Regions from separate parts of the Zea mays genome. Here regions 1, 2 and 3 are each linked to region 4. Evidence: chromatin contacts called from public Hi-C data. All regions are on one chromosome and are shown on one strand. Each heading gives the region's core, a stretch centred on a gene start, on an enhancer-like site or on the middle of the called end of the contact. The rest is flanking DNA. Distances are from core to core; before and after follow the strand shown. Region 1 holds the start of LOC542596 (his-containing phosphotransfer protein). Region 2 holds the start of LOC100272790. Region 3 holds the start of LOC100273665 (putative calcium-binding protein CML48). Region 4 holds the start of LOC100274097.

Region 1 (3,765 bases), core at 259-2,758, 410 kb before region 4:
TGTGCCCATTTGGTTAGAAAAAAATATTTCACATGTCATAATTTTCCTTGAGTTTGTATTGTCCCCATTTGAACTTTAGTGAGGTGCAATGGGCCATAAATCTACTATATTTGTTCATCAAATATATGGTTATATTATATTTTCTTTAACTAAAGTTTGCTTATGTTGTCATAGGTTGTCATATACATGATTGACTATGGTGCTTGCTTTACTTGTATTATCAATAGAAAATTCATTCTTGTATTCTTTAGCTCCAATGATACATGGCATGTCACTCATAGTCATAGATAATAATTTTTTGCACAACTCAATAATGTTTGCACCATTATGATAATTAACTCAATAGTATTCTAATTATCTCTTCTTGAGATAAATTGTTGGTATCTTATCTGTGTGGTGCAAATAACCACCAGAAATTATCTCTAAAGTTCTCCCAAACTTATTTAACTGCTTGTATTATTCCGTTTTAGTTCTTCAACATATGAAATACTTATTCACACCATTTGTTACCACATTTTATTATTCATAGTGTGTCGTATACAGTAATAGTTGGAAATGCATTGTCCACTTAGCGTTATTACAACTATGTTACCACGTCTAAGAAAATCATCACTAGAGTTTTATCAAAATGCATATGTAACTGATAGTATCATCTATTTTTAGTTCCTTTATGTATGGAATATTCACCATGCTATGCGTTACCGGATTTTAATCATTCATAGTTTGTCGTATATTCGTCGCAATAAATTTGTCGCTGTTATAAGTTACTATATCCATTAGATGCATAAATATTTTGTTTTCTACGAAAAATTTGTTTGGATATTGTTAGAACGGTGTTAAGCCATAAATTGAACAAGATTTGCAATAATCACAATTTATAAACTTGTAGCTAAATCTAATATCTCTTGATCGTTAATTTATATAAGTATATTATTTATATAGAATATAAATTATTGGTAAATAAGATCTTTACTTGCATGTGTACTATTTATATATTTATTTATTTGTTCAACACCCAACATTCATGGCCTAAATGTACCTTATATTGGTAACTTCATATGAAACTAGCTATGAGACTTTGTTGATACAATAAATTTTGACCAGCTAATTACCTCTAATAATTTTATGTTTACAATAGACAGTACAACTATACAAGCACATGTTAGCAAGAGGAAAAATAGATAATTTTCAAACTAATGATAAATACTTTTTTTGCTTGAATAATCACCATTTCTTTATGCAACGGCTAGATTGAAAATTGCCACCAACCAAAGAAGTAGATGGTAGGTGACAATTAAGAGTTTTTGTTTGTAGTAATCAAATGTAGTAGAAACTATTACCATCCAAAATAACAACTGGAAAAATTAAGAGAGGGAAGAAGAAGCCAAATATGCAGCGGTTCCAGTGCAGGCTGTGCAGCCTCCCTGAGCTGTGCCAGGAATCGCATTCCCCCTGTAATCCACTATAAATAGGTCTCAATCATCCCTCACTAGTCACTCACTCTATTCCCATTCCAAGCCCCCGCTCTCGGATTCCCGACGACGAGCTCAGAGCTCCTCCTCTCCTCCCCTGCTCGGTGTTCGACGCAACAGCTGCCGCCATGTCTGCCGCCAACCAGCTCGCCGCCCTCGTCAGCAACATGTACGCCACGGTAAGGGTTCTTCCTCCACTGCACGACCTCTGGATTCTTGTATTTCGGCGCCACTGGCGCGGAATTCGGGTTGTGGCTGACGGGATTGTGCTTTGTTTTGGTGCTAGGGTTTGCTTGACGATCAGTTCCAGCAGCTCCAGATGCTCCAGAACGCCAGTACTCCTGACTTCGTCTCCGAGGTCGTCACGCTCTTCTGCCAGGACGGCGAGCGGATCATCGGAGAGCTGGCCAAACTGCTGTACGTGTGGTTCCTCACTCGTTGTTCCGTTTCTGTGATCGGTTCTTTGCGTTGTAGAGGGGTGGCTGATTCGTGCAGTTTGGTGTTTCTGTGACTCTGCAGGGAGAAGCCCAACGTGGATTTTGACAGGGTTGACGCCTTTGTGCATCAGCTCAAAGGAAGCAGTGCAAGGTGATTACCTTGTTCATACCCTGTTCTTGGAATGCATGTGTAATGCTAGTAGGAATGTATTTGTTGTGTTTCCATTTCAGCGCGGGAATGGGGTATGCAGTGCCATTAAAATTGAGGAGGGGGATTTAAATTCGTGCAATGATTGATCTGGCTTCCACAATTAATTCTGTGTGGTGATCCGACCGAAACAGTTAAATATCAGTTTTTGACATTCTGTTTTGGGAACTGTTGCCATTGGTTCCATAATTGTCATGTTCTGCGATGTGGATCCAACACATCTTGTCATGTGCACACACAAGTGACACAACTTGAAAAGGAAAACTTCAAATTTCCATGTTTTAAGTTGTGTTTCGAATCCGTTTAAGGAAGCGATTGCCATATATTTTGTCGTTATAATGTTCCATGATGTAGATCTGGCAGACATGCTCCATTCAGCACATCAACCGAATAACTCCAAGAGCATCGGCTCACATTGTTCCATTTTGATTTGTGTTTCAGATCTGTTTTGGGTGGGATTTGTCATATATTTTCTTGTTATTTTGACATAAATCTGAAAAACATGCTCCCCACACACTAATCTAATAACTCAAGTGGCACTAGTGAATCCCTCCCATTTTTTTGTGCTTTAGTTTCATGGTATACTAAATATGGAATTCATGGTCAAGACACAACAGCCTCTCTGTAATTGTCATGGATTAGGAATAAAGTACGGGAAATGGAGGATATGTCCTTCCTACCTCAAGATGATTTGACTTTCATTTTATGTTGCATGAATTGTAAATGAATCATTTCATATTAGAGTTTTTCCTTATCATGGATGCAGAGGTGTTTAAGATTTTTGTTGATATGAAGCACCTGTGCTATTGCATTTTGAATAATTGTGCCATGAAAAAAGGATATAATAATTAAGACTTATCAAGGGCGTCAAATGAAAATGTTATGGATTCATCAGTTTGTAAAATTCAAAAGTTTCTGTATTGGATGTGGGGCTTGCTAGAGTTCTAAAAATTTACTAGGCTTGTACTTGGCTAGCTTGTTAACTCAGATACGGATGGTCAAATTGTTTAATATGTATTTGATCAGTACTACAGTCTTATGACATCTAAACTTTGGTAGTTCTTTTTTCTTCTTTTATTGAGTTATTTTTTAAGCTCCTTGATTTGAATATTCGTGCATTTCAGTATTGGTGCTCAGAAGGTTAAGAACACTTGCATTCAGTTCCGCGAATCCTGTCAGCAGAAGAGCAAAGATGGGTTAGTACCTAGCTTTTTATATGTTCATGTACTGCTGTTTTTTGTCATTGTCTTATTGATATTTAGGTTATCACTACTCTTGTTATTACTGTGAAAACATTTTTTTTTTGCCATGAGCATTTTTTGCATAGTTATCACTTATCAGCTGTGTGTTCCATTCATGAGTTGCCAATGAATGTTGTCCGCACAAATCACTGAACTATATCCTTGCCAGGTGCCTCAAGACACTGGAGACAGTGAAGATTAACTTCTATGACCTGCGTGACAAGTTTCAGACCATGCTTCAGGTATGCGATTAAATCTTCTGAAAATACCTTTTTCTGTACATTGAACTAGACTAGCCTTTTTTTCAGAGAAAAACCTTTTTATTCTGAATCTTGCTTGTTATACCTAGGTGGTCTAGTGGATAGGATGTATATGATGAGGTAACAATGAAGAACTTAAAATTATGT
Region 2 (4,347 bases), core at 1,038-3,537, 360 kb before region 4:
CAGCTCCGCGTCCACGTCCAGGTACGTGCCCTCCCGCAGCGACTCGCCGGGCTTGATGGGCTTCTCCAGGATGAGGCCCTCCCTGAAGCCCGAGACGAAGGCAGTGGAGACGTGCATGAGCATCCTGAGCCTCGCGCACTGCTTGGCGAACATGCACAGGTGCTTCACTCCCAGCACGTTCACGTCCAGCGAAACATCGTATCTGCAAGTAATAGCCATAGCCATGCATGCATCGTCGAAGTCGTTCAAAACATACAACATTCTTTTCGACGTCCTGCTTAATTAAGATTACCTTTCGTAGAAGTTGGTGGTTGCTGCGATGTTGACGATGACGTCGACGTCCTTGGCCAGCGCGTCCAGCACGGCTGCCTCCAGCCCCAGGCCGTCGTATACGATGTCTCCGGCCAAAGCGACGACCTTGGCCTCTACGAACTGCTGGAAGCCCTTGCCGTGTTTCTCTCTCAGCAGGCCGAACAGCTCCGTGTCTATCACCTGTAGTGTATAGATCAGAGTGTGTGTGATCCGATCCATAAAATGGTTACGTAATTTGAGGCAAAAAAATAAATAATTTCTCTTCTAGCTACTATACAGTAATTAATAGTGCCTTTTTTGGAATATATGTGTATGTTTTCTTCTTTTTTTAAACATATATATACCCCGTATTAATTGAAGAAGAATTGCTGGAGGTTGTTGTTGCATGATGCATAACGTGGGTGCAGTTGGACCATGGCCATTATGTTTAGAGGCAGGAACCAGGAAGCATGCATGCGTATAGCAAGTCAGATTTTGAATGAAATTATCATCCAATTTACACGCACCAACCAACCAGCTGCCAGCTAGCCGCATATATATGGCTCATTCAATTAATATTCTTGATTGGTAGACCACGGCCGGCCCGTTTAGGACTTGTTCCGTTAGGGTAGATTAAGGCTTGTTCGGTAAAGGTTGGATTGATGAGAAATAATTCACTCCTAACCGAATAAGTTCTAAGAGGATTAGTGGGATTAAGGGCATATGCCACAGTTTATCTAAGGTTAGTCGTTTGAATTGAAGAACTAACGTTAGACAAAAAAGTTAGCTAAGCATGGTAAGTTAGACAGCGAACTAAACAGACTTTAAATCCCCTCCCATACAAATTTGTATAGAAAAGGGAATTAAATTCTCCTAGATCCACCTAAAACCGAACAAAGCCTCCGTCGGTTCGAACATATATACCCCTGTCCCTTTTCAGCTAGCTAGCGATCGGACAGCCGCATATGACCCCACGCGGACACGCAGTGAGAGAGACGTGCAGATCCAGCCATGCATGCATGCATATATTGGAGCAGTCAAAGCAGTGAGATGAGAATGAGATGAGAGTAGGTGTGGCGGCGCCATGAATGAGATGAATAAGGTACGGTTGCAATTACTGCCGCCTTGGGCCGGTCGATCGATCGATCGATCGGTCTCGGTCCTCCCCCGCGCGCGGCACGGGCCGGCCGATACATAAAAACACACAAAAGACTTGACCGTGCCTGTGCCTTCTTGCCTAGCTGGCTAGCTCTATCATCCATCTGGACCATGCATGCATATGCACGTACTGTCAGTGAGCTGATGATGACACAACGACCCAACTAAATAGCCGACTTCAGTAGGGACCCTAATTAACTAGCTATATACACCTTCTTAATTGTTACCACTACTACGTACTACGATTAGTATTCATATGTGGTTGTCTCCGGCCGTACGTACGTACCTCTTGTTGGACGCGCTGCTTCGCTGATGGCTCGTCGACCGCGCGTACAAGCAGGTAAATCTTGCGCACGTCAGGCTGCACCCGCAGTATCTTCTCCACAAGGACTGCATCATCATATCCATATGCATATATATCATTCCAACGACGACAAACTAAATCGTCAGTACTTCTACCTAGCTTTTCTAATAGTACCATTCAACACAAGCCCAAAAAAAGGCTATATGAGCACACACTTAATTTGCAAAGAACGAAGGTGCACACACACACACTTGTATTAGCTAGCTAGCTAGCTAGCAGGTTTATATATATAGAAACTGCATGCATTTGTACTTACTCTTTCCAAGAAACCCTGTTGAGCCGGTGACGAGGATGCACTTGCCCTTGAAGTACTCTACGATCCTCGCCGCGTCCATCATCATCGCCGCCGATATCGTCTTGGCCTAGCTAGGATCGGTCTCAAGCTATAGAGCGAACGAACCGGCCGGCGGGGCAGCCGCCTCGCGCTCGACGATCCTGCAGGCTAGTGTGTTGGGCGCGCGCGTGTGAGAATTGTATGGCGTGTAACAGAGAGAAGGCGGGGCTATTATAAATAGAAGATGGCGAGATGCATGGAGGGCAGACAACCACCACCAAACAAGATAACAAATAAAATAGAATTGGTCTCGTCAGCACAAATATCTATACGCGTACGCGGAGGAGGAGGCAGCCAGAGCAGGAAGCTAGGAAATGTACGGCACGATGCGGTGTTGGTGTGCGGTCGCTGCAAACTTTAAAACGTTCCAGGACCGTGTCTCTATAAAGATGTATTCGGATCCCATACGTACGAAAACGAATTTGATGTCACTATTTATCATATTTTGATTTAGAACATAGCATTTTTTCTCGATAGATTTATAGTTGGTAAAAATCATATTACAATCAAAACCATGAACATCATACATAGATACCTTATGGGCATATTCAATAATATATATACATATATATTCTTTAACAATAAATTCATATGCCTTCCTTATAAATTAAAGGTTGAAAAATCGTCTTAAACTTTTGTGTCACACTTTTATCAAGATATATATTAAGGGCACCGCAGGAGCACGCCATATATGTACCCCAATCATAGAGTTGTACACTACTCAACATACCACCGTAAACAGTAGACACACATCACTACACCTTTAAATCGGGAGTTTTTTTTTGTGCACCTCCTCCCAACGCCCACGCGTCGAGGAAAATGCTAAGGTTTGAACCTCAGCCATCGAGAACAAACCAACTGCCCTCTACTACTGTTGTGCACATTTTCTAGGAGTATACTAGCAAATAGCTGCTAGTGATCGATGATTGCCCAAACACAGATCATGTGACCAACACAACCCTTCCAATCAATGTGTGTTTTTCAGTACGTAGATGTCGTAGTGCAGATCAACTCGTTAAGAAGTAACATGATCACAACCTAAAAAATCGATTGCCCAAACTTGTGCAAACTCTTCAGCGAATCGAGGTTTCATATTTTCTCTCTCTCCAACGTCATTGTCATACCGGCGTCAAGGATAGAGGAGCCTCCCTTATCTAAAACCCTAACTCGTTGTAGATTGGTTGTCTCTCCCGCATTTCGGTGAGAACGTCCTCTCTATTATATATAAGGATTAGGCTAAGGATAACCACACGCAAAAAAGTTAGGAAACTAACTCGGTTACAATCTCTATGATTTGATGGATTTAGTTCCAAACTTGTCATGCAAGTCAAAGCTGAATTATTGTAGAAAATTGTAACAGATAGAAAGGAAATTATCATAAGTCGCAAGTCATACAAAAAACAATGAAACACTCTCATGTGGTTTTAGCTTCCTCCCTCTCATGCTTCCCTTCAAGGAACGACAAGAGACATGCTATTTCTTTTGGCTTCATCCCACTTCCACTTTCACGTGGGAGTAAAAATCCACTACTTGTACTCCCACTATTCATGAGTGGCCCTTTGAGATTTATTCTAGAATTTGATTGTTAAGTAAAATGGGCCAAGCCCAATAAACTCCACGAATCCCCCACCAGATCTTGAAGGCACAACATAATTGACTTTCCAAATATCCTTAAGGCCCCGTTTGTTTCATTGGAATCGAATTTAATTCTAATAATTATAATTTTGACACAAACTAATTAAGTTAATATATTTATATATATGTAATATATTTGTATATTATCTTAAATCATATGAGAGAGATAGTTATACACTACACTTATGCTATAAAGAAGTAAGTATAAAAGTATGTTATAAGTTGTACATCAGAAAAGTAGCATGTATATCTATAGAATCAATTTCCATCTCTCACCCCATGAATTTGAGATAGGCTTATATATAAACTTTGGAAAGTTGTGGAATCTCACATTCTAAAAAATAGCCTACTCTATTAGTTAGATTCCAATTCCTCAAAATGAAGGGAAATAAACATGGCCTAAATGTTGTTTATACACATGTTTTATGGTGTTGTTAAGTTTAACATCTACATAAACTCAAAAGTTACACTAGGTCACAACTACTCAATAAATTATGCCTTGAATTGACAATTTTGCATAAACAAGTTTCACTCAAGAATATGACTAATTATTGATGCCCTTTAG
Region 3 (3,882 bases), core at 211-2,710, 470 kb after region 4:
GGATACGAACTGTGTTGGCCCTGCAACGTGGAAGCATCATCAAGTCAGCAGCTTGTGTATACCAACCATTCTGACAAGGGAAATGTTATAGCCGCTTTGAAGAAAATAAATAAATAAAATGCAACAGAGGTCCCGAATAAAGGGATGAGATGAATGCTACTTTTCAGAATCTTTTACCTTAACAGAAAGAACAATTCCGCTAAATTAGAAAGGATGGCGTGCAGCGCCAACTGCTGCTTATGAGCACATATTCTAAGTTACGCATATTCTAAATTAGCATCACTGAGCATTCATATTATCTGAAGGAGCAGCAGCAACTAGCACCGTGCGATTCCAGGTTTGAGCACATATTCTAAGTTGCAGTATGAAGAGAACGATTAGAAATGAAACAAATTCAACTATCACTGTGCAACCAGAAGAATGATGGGTGGCAGGCATGCATCATTGCGAACCTGAACCTCTATATCAATTAATATTATGGTAGCGGCATCAAATTTTGCAGAGGCCGAATTATCGGGAATCCTCGATGCAACGTGCAAGAAGAGAAGGGGAGATCGATTCGAGGAGGCAGGGGGGGAGGGGGTTAGTTACCCATCCGTGACGGCGTGGAGGAGGAGGGGTCGTTGAAGAGGAACATGAGGAGGCGAACGGTGCGGACGCTGAAGCGGTGGTAGGCGGAGGAGAGCGCTCCCTGCAGCTCGCGCTCGTCGATGGCGCCGCTGCAGTCGCGGTCGGCGGCCCGGAAGGCGCGCTCGACGTCCGGGTGCGTCCCCGGCGGGAACGCGACGGGGACGAAGCCGTAGCCGGAGCCAGCGGGACCGAATCCGCCCGCCGCCTGCGAGGGCGGCGGAGGGTAGGCGGGCGGGTACCCGGCGTACGCGCCGTATGAGGAGGAGGAGGGCGGGGCGGCGGATGTAGCGGTGGGCATGTGCGGTGCCGGCGGGGCCGAGGGCGCTGGCCCTTGGCCGTACCCGCCGCCGTAGCTGTAGCTGTGGCCGTAGCGGTTGTAGTCGGACATGGTATGGGGCGGGACCGCGGGAGAGTAGAGGCGAGGCGAGGTGGCCTGGCTACTTCCTCCCTCCGTGTCGTGCTGGCCTGTCGTCGTGAGCAGGTGGGTGGGATGGGACGGGTGCCGAGCAACAGAAACGGGCCCTGCACCCTGCTGTTAAACAAAATGATCTACTGGTTCAGGAACGGAGGAATTCAGGAGCAGATGCTGCGCAAGTGCGCATGCGGTGTGACGAGTATCTATCTATCTATCCATACACTTTTTTCCATCTTATGCGTGTTGGCGCGATCTGTTTTCTTCTCCGTGTCGTCCGTCCTAGCTAGTTGAGTTGGCCATGCCGATCTCATGCACTGCACGCGTCATGGAAGCGACGTGAAGTTTCTGATCAAAACTCTCCGAGATTTGGAGAAGAACCGCGAGATGAGAAAGGGGGGAGAGGGGAAGGAAACACCCGTGACGACGACGCGTGCATGTTGTGAGCAGTCGTGCGGGCGTGAGCAACTTGGCTAAGGAACCGTCTGTCCGTACCCAACTTCGCCATCTTCCACCACGCCGCGTCGAAGCGAGCGTACGCGCTACGCGACTGCGGACAAACAAACGAGTGCGCCACCGTCGTCGTCGTCGTCAGGCTCCCACCAGCAGCCGCGGCTCTGGCTTTCCCGCGGCCGCCGATGCCCTATCACTCCACACGTTTGACTATACAAGTCGGCTGCCTTTTCACCATTTTCTACATATATGCTCAAGTAGATAGATCCGATCAAACGCTAAGGTCTGGTCTGGTTATGCGAGTCGGATCATGTTGGATTATTCGTCAGTTTTTTTTTCTTCTTTTTTTGAGTTAAGTGCCGTTTGGATGTGTTTGTTTTGGAGGAACTGAAATTTACTCCCTCCGATCGTTTTGTATTTTTAATAGATTTATACAATAATTGATGTATGTGTTTTATATATATTTAGATTTATAATCACCCATTTAAATATACACATAAAAAAGTAAGAGCCGAACGAAGGGAGTACTTAGTAATCTATTTGGCTTAGAATTTAACATTTCAATATTTTCCAAAGCTTAGATATAATAGTATTGTCTATAGTGTAAATTCTCTATTTTACATGATCTGCTGCGAATATCTTAAAGGTGTTAGCTCGTTGTTGGGGCCAATCACTCAACGAACTCTAGGGTCGACGCACAACACGTCCATGATGAGTGGTCGGACCGTATGTGACTGCAAAGAGGTCTTCGGTCTTCCGTGCAGGCGTGTGGACCGTCCGCGTGTGAGCGGCGGACCCTCCGTGAGGCGCGCAGAGCGCTTTGTAAATCTTCTGTAAAACCTATATCTCACCTCCCGTGGGGGACACTATCGGAGAGGAAGCATATTTGGGTTGTCTTTGGATCGACATGCTACCTAAGACGTCTCGAGACGATGTTGAGCCGAAGAGAGGTAAAGATTGAGGTTAGACAACTATAACTAGAGCTAAATTACTCCTACTTCTAATGCATAAGGTAGATTTGGGTTGATAGATCGATTGTTGTGTATTTCAATCGGTCGTACCCCTTCATGTATAGTAGGGGAGGAGGTCTAGACCAATTCCTAGATGATTTCCAATAGTTATCGCGAGATTTGCTAGGATAATCACGCAAGGGATAAGGGTTTCAGGCTGAATTAATTTATTCACAGACCGTTCGTGCTAATTCCAAAGTTCTAAGGCGTGGACCGTCTGGGCCACACGGCCAGACCGTCCGCCGTTCAAGTTCCAAATATAGTGCTCAACACATGCCCTCTGCCTTTTGGTGGAGCTAAGTGAGCCAAAAGCATCTGGTACAAGTTTTAATAAACTCGATGTGAGAACATCAGCCTTCTAAGGGTCTGTTTGGTTGGGTTGTGGCTGTGAAAAAAGTTGTTGTGGGCTGTGAGCTGTGGAAAAAACTGCTATAGGCTGTAAGCTGTTAAAAAGCTAAAAACCGTTTGGTGGAAACCACTAAAAGTCGTTAAAAATTATTCGATATATGTTTTCATAGTTCCATCCGAAAAGCTACTAAAAGCAGGTCTAGGGGTGTTTTCAGATTTGCACTACGAGAAAGTCGGCTTTTAGAAAAAGCTGCTTCCTAAATCCAGCCCTTTGGTTAGCTTTTGGCTTTTAGAGGGGCAAAAGCCAAAGCCAAAAGTCAAACCAAACACACCCTAAGCATCTTGACATACAATGGTATGATGTTGTTTTAGAAAATAGACATCTAATGCTTTAGGTAACTTCTCGCCTTGCAATGTTTCTAGTATGTATGCATTACCCGTGTAACTCGGTAAGGCACTTCCCAGCTTGGGGACCATTTGCCTAACTTTTAGTCCCTACTGCTCATTGGCAAGATTGCCTTCTAGACCAGATATCCGACATGGAATGACTTAGCCTTTACCTGTTTATTATAGACTTTGGCAACTATAAATTTGTATTTATCAATATTTCTTTAAGCTATTATTCTATTGTCAGTCACCTCATCAATATTATCTATCATTAAATCATGACAGTCACCGACAGATAGATTATAAAAGGAAGGACCAGGGCCCTCTTACAGGGGGTTGGCCGCGCGGGGAAGAGGACGGGACTGGCGCTCGCGTGAGGCCGCTCGCTCCCTCTCCCGCGTGGACGCTTGTAACCCCCTACTGCAAGCGCACCCGACCCGGGCGCGGGACGAACACGAAGGCCGCGGGATTTCCACCTCTCTCACGCCCATCTCCGGCTGCCTTCTTCCCCCCTTCGCGCTCGGCCTCGCGCCGACCCATCTGGGCTGGGGCACGCGGCGACATTTCACTCGTCGGCCCAGGGACCCCCCGGTCTCGAAACGCCGACACTTCTGAAAAGCCACTTCATTTTTTGAAGCCGAT
Region 4 (4,149 bases), core at 347-2,846:
ACCCCACGTTGTACCATAAAAGAAAAGGCATCGTAAACGACACAAGATCATGTCAGAAATTTCAGTCATTGCAAATTGGTAGTATGAAATGCAAACTAAGGAAAAGAGTAGCACGTTTCTTGCAGTGTGCCATGAAAACGACACAAGATAATGTCATGAGCAAACAACCTTTAGGGGCTCGTGGCTGCCCTCTGCTACTGGAACCTCAGGATGTCCTGCTCTCTCACACTGCCCATGTAATGCTCGACGCTGTTAGCGAATCTAAGAAAATAAAGAAATAAAGCTCAAATATCTCAAATGCTTACCAGCAATAGTGCATTACATGTTGCGCCTTCTGTGTCGACGTTGCCGAATATGGTCGTGAGCCCAATGATTTCCAGAGTATGTGCTCTGAACGCCATTAGGATAGCCATGCTATCATCTAGAAATAGGATTGTGGAGACAAGAGACAGTAAAATTGCAGTCTACTCCTTACAACTTGAAATGCCTTCTAGGAAAAGGACTTATACAATTGAGAATTCAGATATCACAAATGGGTACCAAATGATACCGTTCCATTCTTTTTTATTTGTCGCGGTTTAGTTTAAAAATGAACTAGCGGGCGACAAATATTCGAGAACGGATGTAGTACTACAATACAAATCTTAACAGTCTTTTAATAAATTGTACAGTTATAGCCTTAAGGTTTTTGATGTTATATTTGACTTCTTCCGTTCCAAAATAGTAGTCGTTTTAGCTCTTAGTTTTTGTGTCTATATTCAAATGGATGATGATGAATCTAGACACATATACAAAACATATACATGAAGTGTTACATGAACCCACTAATTTGCTAAAACGAATTTTATTTTTGGACAGAGGGAGTAGCATTTGCAAATAATGTATACTTAGGCCTATCAGTCATTTGATTGAATGTTTCCTCGTAGCTGGACAATAAGTTCAGATTACTTGGAATTTTCAAAAACCTAATAAGAATAATTAGTGAGCCACGGTTGTAGCTTTACTACCCACTGTCGAGTTTGGTGGGTGGCGCCACGCCATCGTTTCCATCGACGGACGGATAGAGCCTGTTCACTGGGGTTTTAATCCACAGCTTCTGTTTTTTCTACCGTATTTTGTCTCTATAACCGAACGTTGAACAAGGAAACGAAATTGTGGTCTGTTTCTCTCGCTCTCCGTCTTTACTCTAATGTGGTTGGGAGTTGGAAATGAGTTATTATTACAAGGAAAAACAATCGAAGTTTACCTTCATTTTCGAGGTCGAATACACGAAAACTAGTTATATGGAGCTTTAAAGAAACGAAACAATGACAACGCGGAGGAGGAAATGAGAGGGACGGGAGACGAACCGATGCCGGGATCCGTATCGATGATGAGCTTGTCGCGGCGGGTCTGCTGGCCGTCCCGCTCCATCGCGAGTCCGGCCGGCGCCTCCACTGAAGAACACGCACTGGAGATTGGCAGGAAGGCCCCTCCAGTCTGAACCTGAATGGTGGAAAGCCGCCGAGGAAGGGGAAGAAGAGAGGAGATAGCAGGTGGGGCTGGGACGCAACCCCTCTATCTTCCTCCCTTCCTACTACTTTCTTGTCTCGCGACGGAGGACGAGATGAGTCGAGCTCCAGTAGCAACAGGAGATGTGGGTGATATCCGCCGGGACGTAATTATCGTGGGATTAGTTTATGTTAGAGTGGATTAGTAATCATCAATTGCTTAACATACCAGGGGCAGAGAGAGAAGAGGGGAGGAGTTTGGGTGAAACGCGTTAGCAGGCCGGCAGCCATGGTAGGTGGCGAGTGGACTTGTGGGCGTGGACGGAAGGTGGCGTGGCGTGGGACAGCCGTCAGATCCAGGTGACGGGGGACACGGCATAACACATGGACGACAGCCTCCGGTTCATCGTCCATTACCCTATCCTCGCCTGACACGTGTTTGGTTGACTGCTCCACGGTACAGACGGATTCGAATACTTATTTGTCTTCTTTCCTTTGTTCAACTGCGTATAAATGGAATATAATTTGATATGTAAATTTTATTTCTTTACATTGAACTTATTAAGATTCATAAACAGTAAACGTCAAATTTGTTCTATATATTTTTAACTAATTGATATAAAATTTAGATACGAATTCGGATTCGGATGTTTTTTTCTCTTTTTTATCGTAGAGAATAATAATGCAAAAAAATATAAAAAATTATTTTTATCTTCCATAATATTTTAACAATATGACTAAATATTAGCAGTACATTCTACGCATCTATGTTAAAATAGTAAATTTATCATATAATTTGGATATTTAGGATCTATCCCTCCATGGGTGCCCTGCATCCGCGGAGCATTAAAGCACTTTGTGTTTGGTTGGTTGCTTCATAGATTGAGCTCGTGCAAAAATGTATTGTGAGCCATGCCCATGGGAGACAGCATATCCATATGTTTGGTTGTTAGGATCAACAGATCCTGGTCGAAGCCTAGATGCAGGCTGGGCTTAGCCTGTATGCATTGATGCAAACCAATTAAGTTCTCTTGTTTGGTTGTTTGTCCCTAATTAGCCAGGATGAGCACAACCCCTGTTTGGTTTGCTGTTTTAGATAAGTTGCATGGATTTAGCTCTAAGTTGCACGACTCAACTACATTTCTAAAATTACAACGCCATAAATTACAACGCCATAAATTACACACATCCAAATTTATACAATTATAAATTACAATAACTTATCCAAAAAAATCCCAGCTGGCGTCCACTGGTGAATACAATCAAATTGTAGATATATAAATTCAAATTTTGGTCTCTCTTTCTATCATTAAAGATATATAAATTGTACATACACTTGTAAATACATACACTTGTAAATAAATACACTTGTAAAACACTTGTAAATAGAGACCATCTAACTTCTAAAACCAACAAATAGAGATAATTGGATTAACAAGATAGGATATATAATAGAACAAACAACAGTAAAAGATTTGCTTTTAGAGATAGTTTACAAACAGCTAACCAGTAAAAACAAACAGCAGTAAACTATAAAGACTTGATTGGATTAACAAGATAGGATATATACAGACAAAAATATTTGTAGAGGCCATGAAAAACAAACAGCTGAAGGCTCCTTATCTAATGACAGACAGGCAAAAAGATAGGACCATCTAACTTGTAAACAGTTGAAAACTTGTAAAAGATAGGAGTGTCTTTTCTAAAACTGGCAAAAAGCAAATAGAAACCATCTGATTTAAGATAGGAGTGTCTTTTCTGTACACTATTTACAAGTGTTCTCAAAAAGCAAGTTTTCTAATTTAAATAAATAGAAAATAGAATGACTGAATTTTAGTACATGACAGAATAGCAAATAGAGATAGAACTTGTAAATATGAAATAGAGACAGGACTTGTAAATATCTGAATCTGGTAAATATGAAACCCTTGCAAAACTAGCTCAAGATGACAGAACAGATTAGCAAATAGCATCAGGACTTGTAAATATGAAATAGTTATTAATATTAGCCTCAGCTCAGTAAAAATGATCCTACATGACGGTGTAACCAGCTCATTAAATATGAAATAGTTATTAATATAGATAGGAGTATCAGTTCTCAAAAACCAAAACCAGATCAAGTGTAGCATATCTGTTCTTAAACACCAAAAATAGCAAAACAACATAAATGAATGTTATTAGTGGCTGGCTAACTGAGTAGGCTTAATATTCACTTTTGTTATCATCATTGGCATAAAGGACACACACATCAGATCAAGTGTAGCATATCAGTTCTCAAACAGGGAAATCCATAGGACTCAGGGAAACATCATTGTTCTCAAGTACCAAATCTGTTCTTAATCAGGATAAAGGAGAGACACATGAGATAAACTGTAGCATATCTGTTCTTAAACAGGGAAACCCATTGAACTCAGGGATACATCATTGTTCTTAAGTAGCATCTAGTATAGATGGAATAGAGCAAGTGGACCAAATCTGTTCTTAAACAGTATAGATGCCCATAGACCCATAGAACTCAGGGATACATCATTGTTCTAGACAGATCAGATCACATCAGTTGTGGTAGTGCTTGGCTAGGAAAGTCTTGAGCCATAGGTCACGATCATCAGGAGTCATGTACAGGAACACCAGGGAGGTGGCCTTGTGCTCCATCATGTGG

Evidence for each region. A called contact is a pair of places that touch in the nucleus more often than the background predicts.
Region 1: a contact with region 4 is called in a Hi-C map of ear, with 3 times the contacts expected there. The contact joins the promoter of LOC542596 here to the promoter of LOC100274097 in region 4. A contact is called at or near these places in 2 of 25 Hi-C or Micro-C datasets (ear and tassel).
Region 2: a Hi-C map of ear shows a contact between it and region 4, with 4 times the contacts expected there. The contact joins the promoter of LOC100272790 here to the promoter of LOC100274097 in region 4. A contact is called at or near these places in 5 of 25 Hi-C or Micro-C datasets (bundle sheath, ear, leaf and 1 more).
Region 3: a contact with region 4 is called in a Hi-C map of bundle sheath, with 2.6 times the contacts expected there. The contact joins the promoter of LOC100273665 here to the promoter of LOC100274097 in region 4. A contact is called at or near these places in 4 of 25 Hi-C or Micro-C datasets (bundle sheath, ear, leaf and 1 more).

The regions. Positions count from the first base shown.
Region 1 is chr4:55,439,121-55,442,885 of Zm-B73-REFERENCE-NAM-5.0, reverse strand. LOC542596 (his-containing phosphotransfer protein) reads left to right here and starts at 1,508. Exons shown (of 6, transcript NM_001112131.1): 1 at 1,508-1,651; 2 at 1,759-1,889; 3 at 1,992-2,060; 4 at 3,242-3,313; 5 at 3,528-3,600. The coding sequence starts at 1,601.
Region 2 is chr4:55,390,581-55,394,927 of Zm-B73-REFERENCE-NAM-5.0, reverse strand. It overlaps LOC100272790, which reads right to left and starts at 2,287. Exons shown (of 5, transcript NM_001147243.1): 1 at 2,070-2,287; 2 at 1,736-1,839; 3 at 1-492. The coding sequence starts at 261.
Region 3 is chr4:54,563,223-54,567,104 of Zm-B73-REFERENCE-NAM-5.0, reverse strand. It overlaps LOC100273665 (putative calcium-binding protein CML48), which reads right to left and starts at 1,460. Exons shown (of 5, transcript NM_001148078.2): 1 at 592-1,460; 2 at 1-20. The coding sequence starts at 1,018.
Region 4 is chr4:55,033,178-55,037,326 of Zm-B73-REFERENCE-NAM-5.0, reverse strand. It overlaps LOC100274097, which reads right to left and starts at 1,596. Exons shown (of 9, transcript NM_001148476.1): 1 at 1,350-1,596; 2 at 306-421; 3 at 169-228. The coding sequence starts at 1,413.